Linked DNA regions of Arachis hypogaea: region 1 is linked to region 2. A link is a contact called in public Hi-C data. All regions are on one chromosome and are shown on one strand. Each heading gives the region's core, a stretch centred on a gene start, on an enhancer-like site or on the middle of the called end of the contact. The rest is flanking DNA. Distances are from core to core; before and after follow the strand shown. Region 1 holds the start of LOC112702636 (NDR1/HIN1-like protein 6). Region 2 has its middle 15 kb from the start of LOC112703992.

The links. Hi-C and Micro-C count contacts between places; a contact is called where the count stands out from the background.
Region 1: a contact with region 2 is called in a Hi-C map of an unstated tissue, with 4 times the contacts expected there. The contact joins the promoter of LOC112702636 here to the enhancer-like site in region 2. A contact is called at or near these places in 4 of 8 Hi-C or Micro-C datasets (leaf and an unstated tissue).

Annotation. Positions count from the first base shown.
Region 1 is chr7:16,287,483-16,293,075 of arahy.Tifrunner.gnm2.J5K5, forward strand. LOC112702636 (NDR1/HIN1-like protein 6) reads right to left here and starts at 1,973. Exons shown (of 1, transcript XM_025753768.2): 1 at 605-1,973. The coding sequence starts at 1,693. The coding sequence ends at 920.
Region 2 is chr7:16,128,237-16,133,808 of arahy.Tifrunner.gnm2.J5K5, forward strand. No RefSeq gene overlaps it. Among protein-coding and RNA genes, the nearest start is that of LOC112703992, 15 kb to the right of the region's middle. Within about 2 kb of position 3,240, at least 3 of the 3 cell types and tissues checked have open chromatin away from gene starts, as enhancers often do.

The DNA.
Region 1 (5,593 bases), core at 723-3,222, 160 kb after region 2:
AATCCTTTGTCTCCAGAAATTTTTATTTTTTATGCTTCTATTTTCTAGAAATACTGAAAGAACTGAAATTTTGTATCCCATGACTAAAATTTTAATTCTAATATTTGGTTACTAAATATAATACTAAGTTTAAGTCTCTCGATTCCAATTTTAATCTCAAAAAATAAACACTATAATGATTACACAGGAATCTAATACTACTTTCGGTTTAAAAAAAAGGTGGTATTAAAAAAATTATTAATTATATATATGAATTAGTGTCGTCCAAAGGAAATAAAATTATTATTATTTCTTTCCACTATTTTCTCCGTATTTTAACAATAAAAAATGTCAAGGAAATAAAGAAAGGAGTCTGGTCTAAATTTTTGTTAACAAGACAATTATTTAATATAAAAAATTCAAACAGAACATTTATTTTTTTTTAAAGATAGTACTACTATATACATTTTTTTACAAAAATCCTGTAATTAAATATTTTGTTAGTATATTTTGTACCACGTTACATTAAAAATAAAAAAAATTAACAATAAGATATTAAACACACATATATATATATATATATATATATATATATATAGAGGATAGCATGTTAGCAAAAATAGTATAAAGGATATAACAATATAATATATGCTATAGCACGATCATTAAAAAATAATATGGACATGAGTAGTGGCAGAAAAATACAAAATTAAGAGTACAGAACTAAGAAAAATCCTAAAATGTAAATCTCCATCTGTAAAGTAAAAATAAAAAATAAAATAATAATCTCAATCCGAGACCATATAAAAAAAATGATAAAAAAATAGTATATAGTAATACATAGCAATATATATATGGCATATATTATACTAATAGTAATTATAATGAACAATAGTTATAATAAGCACCAAAGAATGATGATCTATAACTTGAGCCTGATCTATAACTTGAGTCTGAACTTGCAGCTACTGCTCTTGATTCTAATGGAGTTGTTAGCATTAAGATTATCCACAACAATCCAGCACCTAACCCTGAAGGTGATCTTGAATATCTTCAACTTCCCAAACTTAATCCTCACCGGTTGCTTCGCCTTCAACCGAAGAGGAACACTTCCACTTTGCTGCAGTTGTTGCGTCAACGAATTTTCCAAAGCTGTTGCATTTTCTGCTTCCCCTGAAAGAGGAATGTTAAGAACTGTAGTGTTATGGTGACCCTGGTAGAATTTTGGTAACGATCCATCACAGAGTTTCGTGCCATTGTAATAAGCACTAATGTGGCTTCCACCTCTGTAATCGATTCCAATTCTCTTGTTTGGATTCCGAGCTGTTATTGTCAAGTTGAATGTGACACTTAAGCTATCGTTGTTTGAAAGATCGAATCTTGTCACCCCAATTTCGTTGATGGAGTATTTCGGAAGCTTCGGCCTGAACACAAGATAGAGTATACCCACCGTTGCGCCGATCGCCACCACCAGGATAAGCAATATGCTTATAAACCAACAGAGGAATTTGCAGCAGCAACCTCTTCTTGATCTTCTGTTGCGAGCAGGAGGCAGCGGAGGAGGCGGTGGTTGTTGATTTGACAACTCCGGATCGCCTTTATCCGATCTGGACATGTTCCTTGGCACCAAAGGTGCCGATGGTTGTGGCGGTGGCGGCGATGGTGGTGATTCAACGTCATGATGAAGAGGGTGGATTCTCTGATTATCTCCCATATTTGGTACAAGTATATGAATGAATGTGATCTCAAATGAAAAATGGGGTATCAAGTTTTGTTACTTTTGGCTATGGAAGTGTATTTAATGAATGAAATGATCATGTCTTGGATTAGGTCATGGCATATATGAAGGGTTGGAAGATTGAAGCTTTTCCAAGTTTTGACTTTGATGGCACCAAATGAAAAATGTCACCTTCTATAGGTAAAGTCATGTTCTAAGTCACGTCATATGAAGTGCAAGATATTCAATTCAATCTTTGTGTCTTTATAATAAAAATGCCGCCGAAGTTTCTATTACTGCTTTCTTTTCTTTCTTTCTTTTTTTTTTCCTTTTCTTTTCTGGGGTCCTTGCGTCTCTTATTCGAGCATCCTTATTATTATATGCTTTCTGAAATTCTTGAATGCCATCAAGAAAAGTTGGTTATTATATTCGATATATACCATTTCGTTATAACCATGAGTACATATAAAAAAATCACTCATTAAATTAAGGTAAAATTGACTTCACGTGAAGTTGATAGTTGAGAGCTATTAGATAAAAATTTAGTCAAATAAATTATTTAACGGTTTTACTTATTAAGTTCACGTGAAGTCGACCGCACATAAGTTTCTACCTTAAATTAATTATATGTATAAAATATATTTTAAAATATTAAATATATATTTAAAATAAATTAAATAATATTATGTTTATACAAAAATATATAATATTAAATTTTTTATGTGCACATAGTATTTTTATTTTTTGGATTTATCTATCATGTATTCTAAAGGCATAAGTCAAGATTACAAATTAAAAATTTTTTATTGAAAATACACAAAATTTACATTTTCAATGTATTAAATTTGTATTTATTAAATAAAAAAATTAAAACCTCGACTAATGATAAACTTATCATGAATCCTATAAAAGCACATATTAGCTAAACCCTTTTTTTTTATAATACTTAAAATAATGGTAATATTGATAAAAATAAATATTTAACGAAGACATACACGAAAATTCACAAACAATATTATTTAGAGGTTAATAGTGATACAAATATGGGATTTTTAGTAAAAGTAATAGATATGCATTTGAGTTATTCATTGTAATTTATTGTCAATAGACTATTTGAGTAGTAAGTTACATCACAATTTTCTGAAGTTGGACAATAGTATTATTACTGTTACTTGCTTAATTTACCATATTTACAACCAATATCCTCTCCAAAGAAAAGAGATGCTTTATGTTCAAAGCCAATGTCAATTGTCAACTTTTTTAAAAGGATAATTTTGGAAGAACAACAAAACAATACCTAATAATAGCTTGCCAACATAAATCTTGAAGATGTGATTTTAAGATTTTGAATAATGTATAATTTTTACCGATTTTTCTTACTTTTCTAATTTCTGTTGTCCTCCTAGCAGAACAATTTTTAGAAATAAAAGTATAATGAATGTTATATAACCCAGATTCTCAAAAGTAATTTCCTAATTATTATTATTATTATTATGTGTGTGTGTGTAATATAGACACCCAAAAAAAATGTGTGTAATATAACGGTTTTCATCCCACAGAAAAACTAATGTAAATGCAAAGGCAATAATAGTCAATTTGATTGAAAGATATTATATATACTGGAAGCAATTCACCAATTCCCTTGTTTATAAGCCGCTGTCAATTGAGAAGAAGTTGTGCACTCAATCTTATATAGTTTGAAACGAAACATCATTTAAATGTTTCATAAATAAATCTCTTAATTTCGATCCCTTATTTTTTAATTATCTCTTAAAATTAAGATGCAATCCTGTAAACTTAGCTTACCCACACCGTGTACATAACTCTCAAACTTTGGTAAGTAGGTAAACAAACACGTGCAATACATAAACAAATTCCTTTTTTTTTTTTTTCATCTTTTGAAATTGGTCTATTGAGTTACAAAACAAAAAGAAAAATCCATGGATTAAAATGAAACTTACTCCATGACAATAATTTATGTGAAGAATTTTGAATAAAATCCCTCATGATATACCAGTATATATCTAGAACATATTATGCTGACACTGAATTCATTTATTTTTCCCTTATTTACTTTGACGAAAAGCTAAAATCTCAATTCTCAACAAGGTATTTCGCCACATTTTGCTTACTACTAGTAAAAAAAAATATAAAACGTTGCATTCACACTTTAAGAGAAGGTTTCACCTTAGAAGATTCTTTCATGCGTGTGCTTTTCTCCGCCTCTAATACAGGCACTGGGACTTGGTCATGGCCGTCGCAATTAATTAATTAATTAATTGTATCACACAAGTTCTAAATCAAATTAACACACAATTAATAGATGAGTTTATCAATTTTCAATTCCACTGTGTTGGTGGCTCACATTGGTCCTTGTGATATCATTGATGGCATCACATCTCTATATACTATAAACTATGATTATATTAAAAGAGTCACTAAAGTTAAAGTTAACCATCAGCATAAAACACATATTGAAATATAAATATAAATTAAAAATAAATTAAATTACATATATAATTATATATAAATATATTAATAATTAATTTTAATAATTAATTTTAGTATACCAATAATATTTTTTATTATTCTATTATACTATTATGCACTCGGTAGAAATTTTTTTTTTCTTTGAGAGATTACTTGCAAAATATTGTTTATGTATTTTTGGTGAAATTTTTTATATAGATATTTAATTTTGTGATATTATATCATTAAAATGTTTGACTCGTTTATAGATTAACTTATTCATCTTTCATAATACAAGTGTTTAATGAAATAATAATGAAAAGATAGATGACTACTCATTTACACGAAAATATTTTCGCATAAAATTAGTATTTAAGATATAAATCTGCATCATAATAAATAATTTAGCTAAAATATATCTATTTTATATTGGACAATTACTTCAGTACTTTTTGAAAATTAGAGAATAAATAACTTTTTTTATATATAAGCATAATTATATATGTTTTAACGTATAAAATAAATTTTTTTACGTGTTTTATTATAAAATATTTTAAATTAAACTTTAGATAATTAATTTATCGCATCATTTTCATTGTTATAAGACTATAAAACTTATGAAATACTTACAGAATCTTGGATATATTTGATATATGTTCCAAAAATTTATTTTTATTGAAACTCTAACTATGTTTGAATTAGTTAAACCTTAAACATAATTATTTTATATGTAAAAATTAAAGCATACAAAATAGGCATATAATAATACATGAAAAAGTGTAATTCACTTTTTAGCTTTGAAATGATATTGGAACGGTTGTCTTTATATTATTAGTGCATAATAGAGTAATCTCAAGCAAATAGAAAAAGGAATTAAGATAAGCATAGATTGTCACATAAGAAATGCGTTGGGATAAATATACACAGAAATACAAGTTGAATAAGTTATCTTTTAAATTAATTTAATTAAGCTTTTGTTTTTCATTGTGCCTCTTTTTTTAATTAAAATTTTTTGTTATTAACTTTTAAGTTATTGAACTAACTTAATTAAATTTAGTTACTAAAATAATTTGGTTATGTACACTTAACAATAAAATATAAGGTAAAATATATTTTTTATTTTTAAAATTTGTTAAAATTTTTAAAAATATTCTTAAATTTTATTTTATTTTAATTTTATCACAAATTTTTTAGAATTAAATTTTTAAAAAATTTTAAACTGATCCAATAATAATATGACAATTATATCTAACTTGCTTGTGTTAAAAATTATTATTGTAAAACTATTACTAAATTTGTCCTAAATTTTTAAAAAAATTAATTATCAGGAGATTTATTTAATGCAAATAAAATATTTTTAAGATAAAATTTAAAAATATTTTTAAAATTTTTAAACAAATTTTAAAAGCAAAAAGCATACATTACCCC
Region 2 (5,572 bases), core at 1,990-4,489:
ACCAACTTTATCTTCCTTGACATTGTTTTGGGCAGAATCATCAATAAAACATTAGCAGTTCTTAGATTCATGCCCCAATTTTGCACAATAAGTACAAAACACACCTATACATTCATAGCGTACTCCAATTTCCAGCATTTTCTGATTAGGATCAAGCAGTTTCAGTGTATCCCTCATTCTTTTATCACCGTTCAGTTCCACTTTAGCCTTCGCTATGCGTGTATCATTGCCTCTAACTTCAAATAGAGCAACATCTTCAATTTGACCAAGTCTCCCACCCAATTTTCGTCCAACCTCAAGTGTTTTGTATTGTTCAGGCAATCCCCAAAGTTGTGCCCATACAGGAAAAGAAGAGATGTGATTATCCTCTATGTTTATTGATTGCTTCCATCTGCGAACATGAATAACAAAACTCTTGAATAACCAAGGTGAACCTCTCTCAATTCGAGTCACATCAGAGTCATTTTCAAAGAAAAATTGAAACTGGTTCCTGGATTTTTCGACTACTCTGAATCCTTCTGGTTTATTCCATATTGCATACAGAGCTCCTTCCATGGTACCTACGGAAAAGATCCGATCTGAGAAAATTCTTCCAGACAGGCTCCGTGTACAGGCTTGAATTCCTTCGGAAACATCTTCATAAGCTAAAACGATCAAGTCATCCTCCTGATCACTATCAATTATATGAGGGTTCTGTGTCTCTGATTTGTTGCTCATGGTGTAGAGAAAAACAGAATTAGTATTTAATGATTTCAGAGAGAAATAAGATATATGGAATGGGTGAATTAGAAAACGAAATGAATTAAAAGAAGAATGAATTTGGAGAGAAAGCGAAAATTAAGGAACTAAGTGGAAAAGAAATTAAGAGAAGAAAGTAGAGGAAGATAGAAAAGACTTTGACGAAGAAAAGACAAAAAAAGGTGTAACCATGGAGGCGGCGCAGTGAAACCCTAGTAGAGCGTGAACGAACTCATAGGGCGCTGGATGAGGAGTACGTACTCCCGCTGTAAAACAATTCCCTTCTTAAAGATTATCCTAATTAACATAACAAAAAATTATTGCATGATTTTTTTTCTTTTCTTTTTAAATCAGACATATAGGAACCACTTTTATCCTTTTTTTTTTTGAAATTTTGTCTACAACAGAATTCATAATTTATCTCTCTTTTGGGCTATAAATCTTAGTTATCGTCTAAGAAATTTTTAGATATCCAGCCAATTTTTCAATTATATATTTTTGTTAGACTCAAACTTTGACCCCTATTAAAGTCCTGTTTTTGGAACCCAAATTCCCGTTCATGTCCCTAGAGTAAATATTTAATGTTACCGCACTTAGCACTCATTGCTAGCTTTGACTAAAAGTTGGTGCACTCTTTTTGGTTTGACTATCTACTATATATGTACTCCTATATCATTGGATGGTCAAAAGAAAATCATTTTTAGCCACCAAACAACAAGCCACCACAAAAAACACCTTGTATATTTATCTTAAAGCAAACTCACCAGTACATTTACGCCCACTAAATTTAAACACAACAAATTCCCATCTATTTTTCTAATGTAGTCTCTTCCAATTATATCTGAGTCTGTATCTACAGAGCCGATCAACTTTCAACTATCTAAAATTTATTTTAATGTGACTGACTTATTAATACAAGTCATCATTTAGTCACAAATTTATTATCTTTAGGTATCTATTTTCTGCTTTTTTATGGATCTTTTCGTCAATATACACCATGCAAATGCAAGATGACAAATTTTACTGGTCACCGGTTCGTACATAGTATATTGTTGTACCAATAAAGTGATTGGTAAAATTTTTCAATAAATTATTAACACATAGCATTTTGCCATTTTCAGTGTAGTTATATCAGAATTAATTAGTATTATTTAATATATTTAAATATTTATTATAAAAATTATATTTTTATTATATAATTCTCTTAGTATTTATAAATATTATTTTATATTATATTATTTTAGATAATTTAAATAAATAATTTGAATACAATTTAATAATATACAAATTCTTTTTTCAATTTAATCTCTTATTTCTAACATTTTAAATGGAATATACGCGTGTGAGAGTGAAAAATATAATTTTCATTTTTTTTTCATCCTCAGTTAATAGATGATCAACTGGGTTAGTTGTAGACGTGTGGAACAACGGAGTTAGTCAAATTATCATTACGATCCTGTTATTTAAATAATTAGGAGTAAAGTTAATTCTAATTAATTAATTAAAAAATAGGTTTCTTATAAAAAAACTTATTATCCTATTTTTTAAAATTTTAAAATGAAAAGAGATTAGCTTAGTTAGCTACTATAGTTGGTTCCTAGATTTTTTTTTATAATTATTATTTGTGTATCGTTTTTTACTTTTATTATTTACAAATATAATATGTATTTTTATATTCGTTTCTTTATACATATAATGAAATTGCATGTTTTCTTTTAGTTGATAACAATATTATTTATATGTCTAGTATATTATTATTTGTATTATTATATTAATTAATATGTATTTTTATATTATATATACATAATGAAATTACGGTTTTTCTTTTAGTTTGGTGACTCATGCAACAGAATCGTTTTTAGAATGGAATTCAATCAAAATTCAACTTGTTATACCTGAATAAAATAAGTTAACATAGTTTTTAGTTGTTTTTATTTATAAGTTGTTTTTATAATCAATAGTTTGTAATAGTTTTTGCACTTCAGGCGGATTCGTGATTATCTCCAACCTCTTCACATAAGCTTATTTACACAATATCCGTTTTAGGGACATCTTAGAACAGATCTAAAGTGGCCAGCAGTATTAGGTAATGATGACTAATGGTTGATGATAGTTGAAATTATGGTGTTTGGAAAAAAAATAAAAGAAAAAGATAATTTTAAAAATTTGTGAGTAATTGAAAATTTACTTATTTATTGACTAAAGTTAATTGTTTTTTTGTTAGACTCCGTAATTGGGTTAAAAAAGAAAATGATAATTTGCCTCACCTAAATAACAATTTTCCCTTAGAGATTTGTTTATGCTTTCATATTCAAGAAATATTTACCCATCCTACTCCGATACTGGTATTTCACAACCATTTTTTCAATGACTAATTTTATGAGCCGATTTCTAGATGTTGACAATATTATCCTTTCTGTTATGAATTTGGAATATATCGTATTTAGTACTGTCAATAGGTCAGTTCCATAAAATTTAGGCCTTAATCCTATGGGTTAGGATAAACAATACAAAGATTTTTTTTTATCAAAAAATTCAACTAGACGGACCAGAATCCTATAGAACCTAGAGGATTTGGGACCAATTTTAGGATGGGTAATCTTTCCTAGGAGAGATTATCAAAGATCTAAGTGAGATAAGAAAAAAAAAAGAAAAAGAAAAAGAAGGAAGTGGGCGGTAAGCCGGTACGGAATTTCTACCCAGATTGAATGAAAAACAAAAGAAGACTTGTGAATAGCCAGAAGAGCAAGTGGGCCTTATAGAAAAAGAAATAGGAGACTAGAATATGGCCCAAAAGAGAATATACAACAACAGGCTATGATGGACGAGATAAAAAAAAAATTCTTTTACAACATTTATTTATTTTATAGTAGAACTCACGTATAGTTAATTACTTAACTTTATATAAAATTGATAGTTAATAATTATTAGATGATGATAATTTAGTTAAATTTACTAAATTATTTAATGATTCTCAACTATCAACTTATTTTAATATTTTAATATTTAACGACTTTCAACTCTCAACTATCAATTTATAAATTATTTATAATTACCATACTTTTTCGCTTTCTATCCTACATTCACTTTTTCGCTTTCTATCCTACATTCCTACGTCATCTCGAATCGACTGGCGGTCAATTGGAGGGTTGGTCGACGGACGGTTGTCTTGGTGTCAACAAACGATTGATTTGGATAAAAGATCGCAATCAATCAATCAGTTAGATTAAGGTTTTTATGTTATTCAGGGTCGGTCATTGGTTATTAGAGCTGGCTGATATTGTTTCTAAGACATTTAAAAGTTTGCGGTATGGCTACTGGTTGAAGAACTCCATGACCCATAAGTTGGATACATTACAAAGAAATGTTATGCTACTAAATCCAAATGCTTTGGCCAAATGCATGAAATGTTGGGGAGTTCGTTCCTTTCCTTTTTGACATTTGAATCATCATGAAAACATCAGATCTAAAAACCATCTTAACAATATCTGTCTACTCTGGCACTATAAGAAGAACTTTGTTCACCACAATCACTTTCCCATCATTCAGTATAGCCTTCTGACAATTTTTTAATATTTTTTGTAAGATTTGAAAAAATATTAATTGAATAATTAATTAACTAAATAAGAGTAAGCTAAGAGAATTTTTAAAATATTTTGTTTGGAAAGAAGTTTTAAAATTTAAAATTAAAAAATTTACGGATAAATCGAACTCAGAAAATTAATTAGAGTGCAAAAATGTAATTATCGGCATTATAATTAACTGTACAGACTTCAAGTCTGTTCGGTATTGCGTATGAGAAAAATAAAACTGTAAAAATAATTAAAAAAATATTTAGAATAAAAATCGGAACACTTATTTTAAAGATTTTGGTCCTAAGTGGAACCAATAGATGAAAGAACATAAATACCCCTCACTCACTTATATAAAAACGTAACACACCCCATTTCACACTCAAATCACATAATCTTACACTGAGAGAGAGTCACTATTCATACCTCCATTCAAATTCAATTTTCTCTCATTCCAGAGCTTCAATCGAAGACTTATTTGTGGCCACGTGATCACCTCGTCATTCTCTTCAATTCTATATAACTTTTGCAATGAGTAATCCCAATAACCTTATCTCATTTCTCTATTTTCATATGTTTTTGAGTTTGGAGTTTGAGGTGTTAAAAAATTGTGATTTTAATATTTTAGGTGGGAGTTTAAGTACAATTTTTAGTGGAGTTTTAACCCATGATTATGTAGAGCAAAGTAAAAAAAAAAAACTCAATTTCTCCATTATCCCCAATTTTGAGTGAAAATTCTAGTGTAAATACTTGATAATTGATGTAATTAGATTGAAATTGAGTAGCTTGGAAGGTTGGTTTGAATTGGTGCAGAATTGGGTGCGCCATTTGATCAGAGGAGGATCGGGTGAGGCTTAGAGGTTTTGGTTAAAGCTTGGATGTGATTGAAAAGGAGATTCAAAGGATTTGAAAATCTACCATCAACGAAGATATGGATTTTTGTTTCGGGTAAACACTATGTAATGTTATGTAAAACCTAGGTTAAGTGACCCTAGGTTAGTGATGAATTGAGATAATTGATGTGGTTGATATTGATGGTTTATTGTGAATAATAAATACTAGTTGATGGTTGAATGGTGACATGATGTGGCATGATTTTGATGAATTGAGTCTTGATGAGCTATATATATGTATGATTGAAATTGGATACGGATTGTGGTTTGATTGATTATTAAATGTTGTTGAATGATAATTGGGCCAGAGGCTATGATCGGAGGAATATTGGTAATATAAGTTGATGAGGATTGACTATGTGAATATGC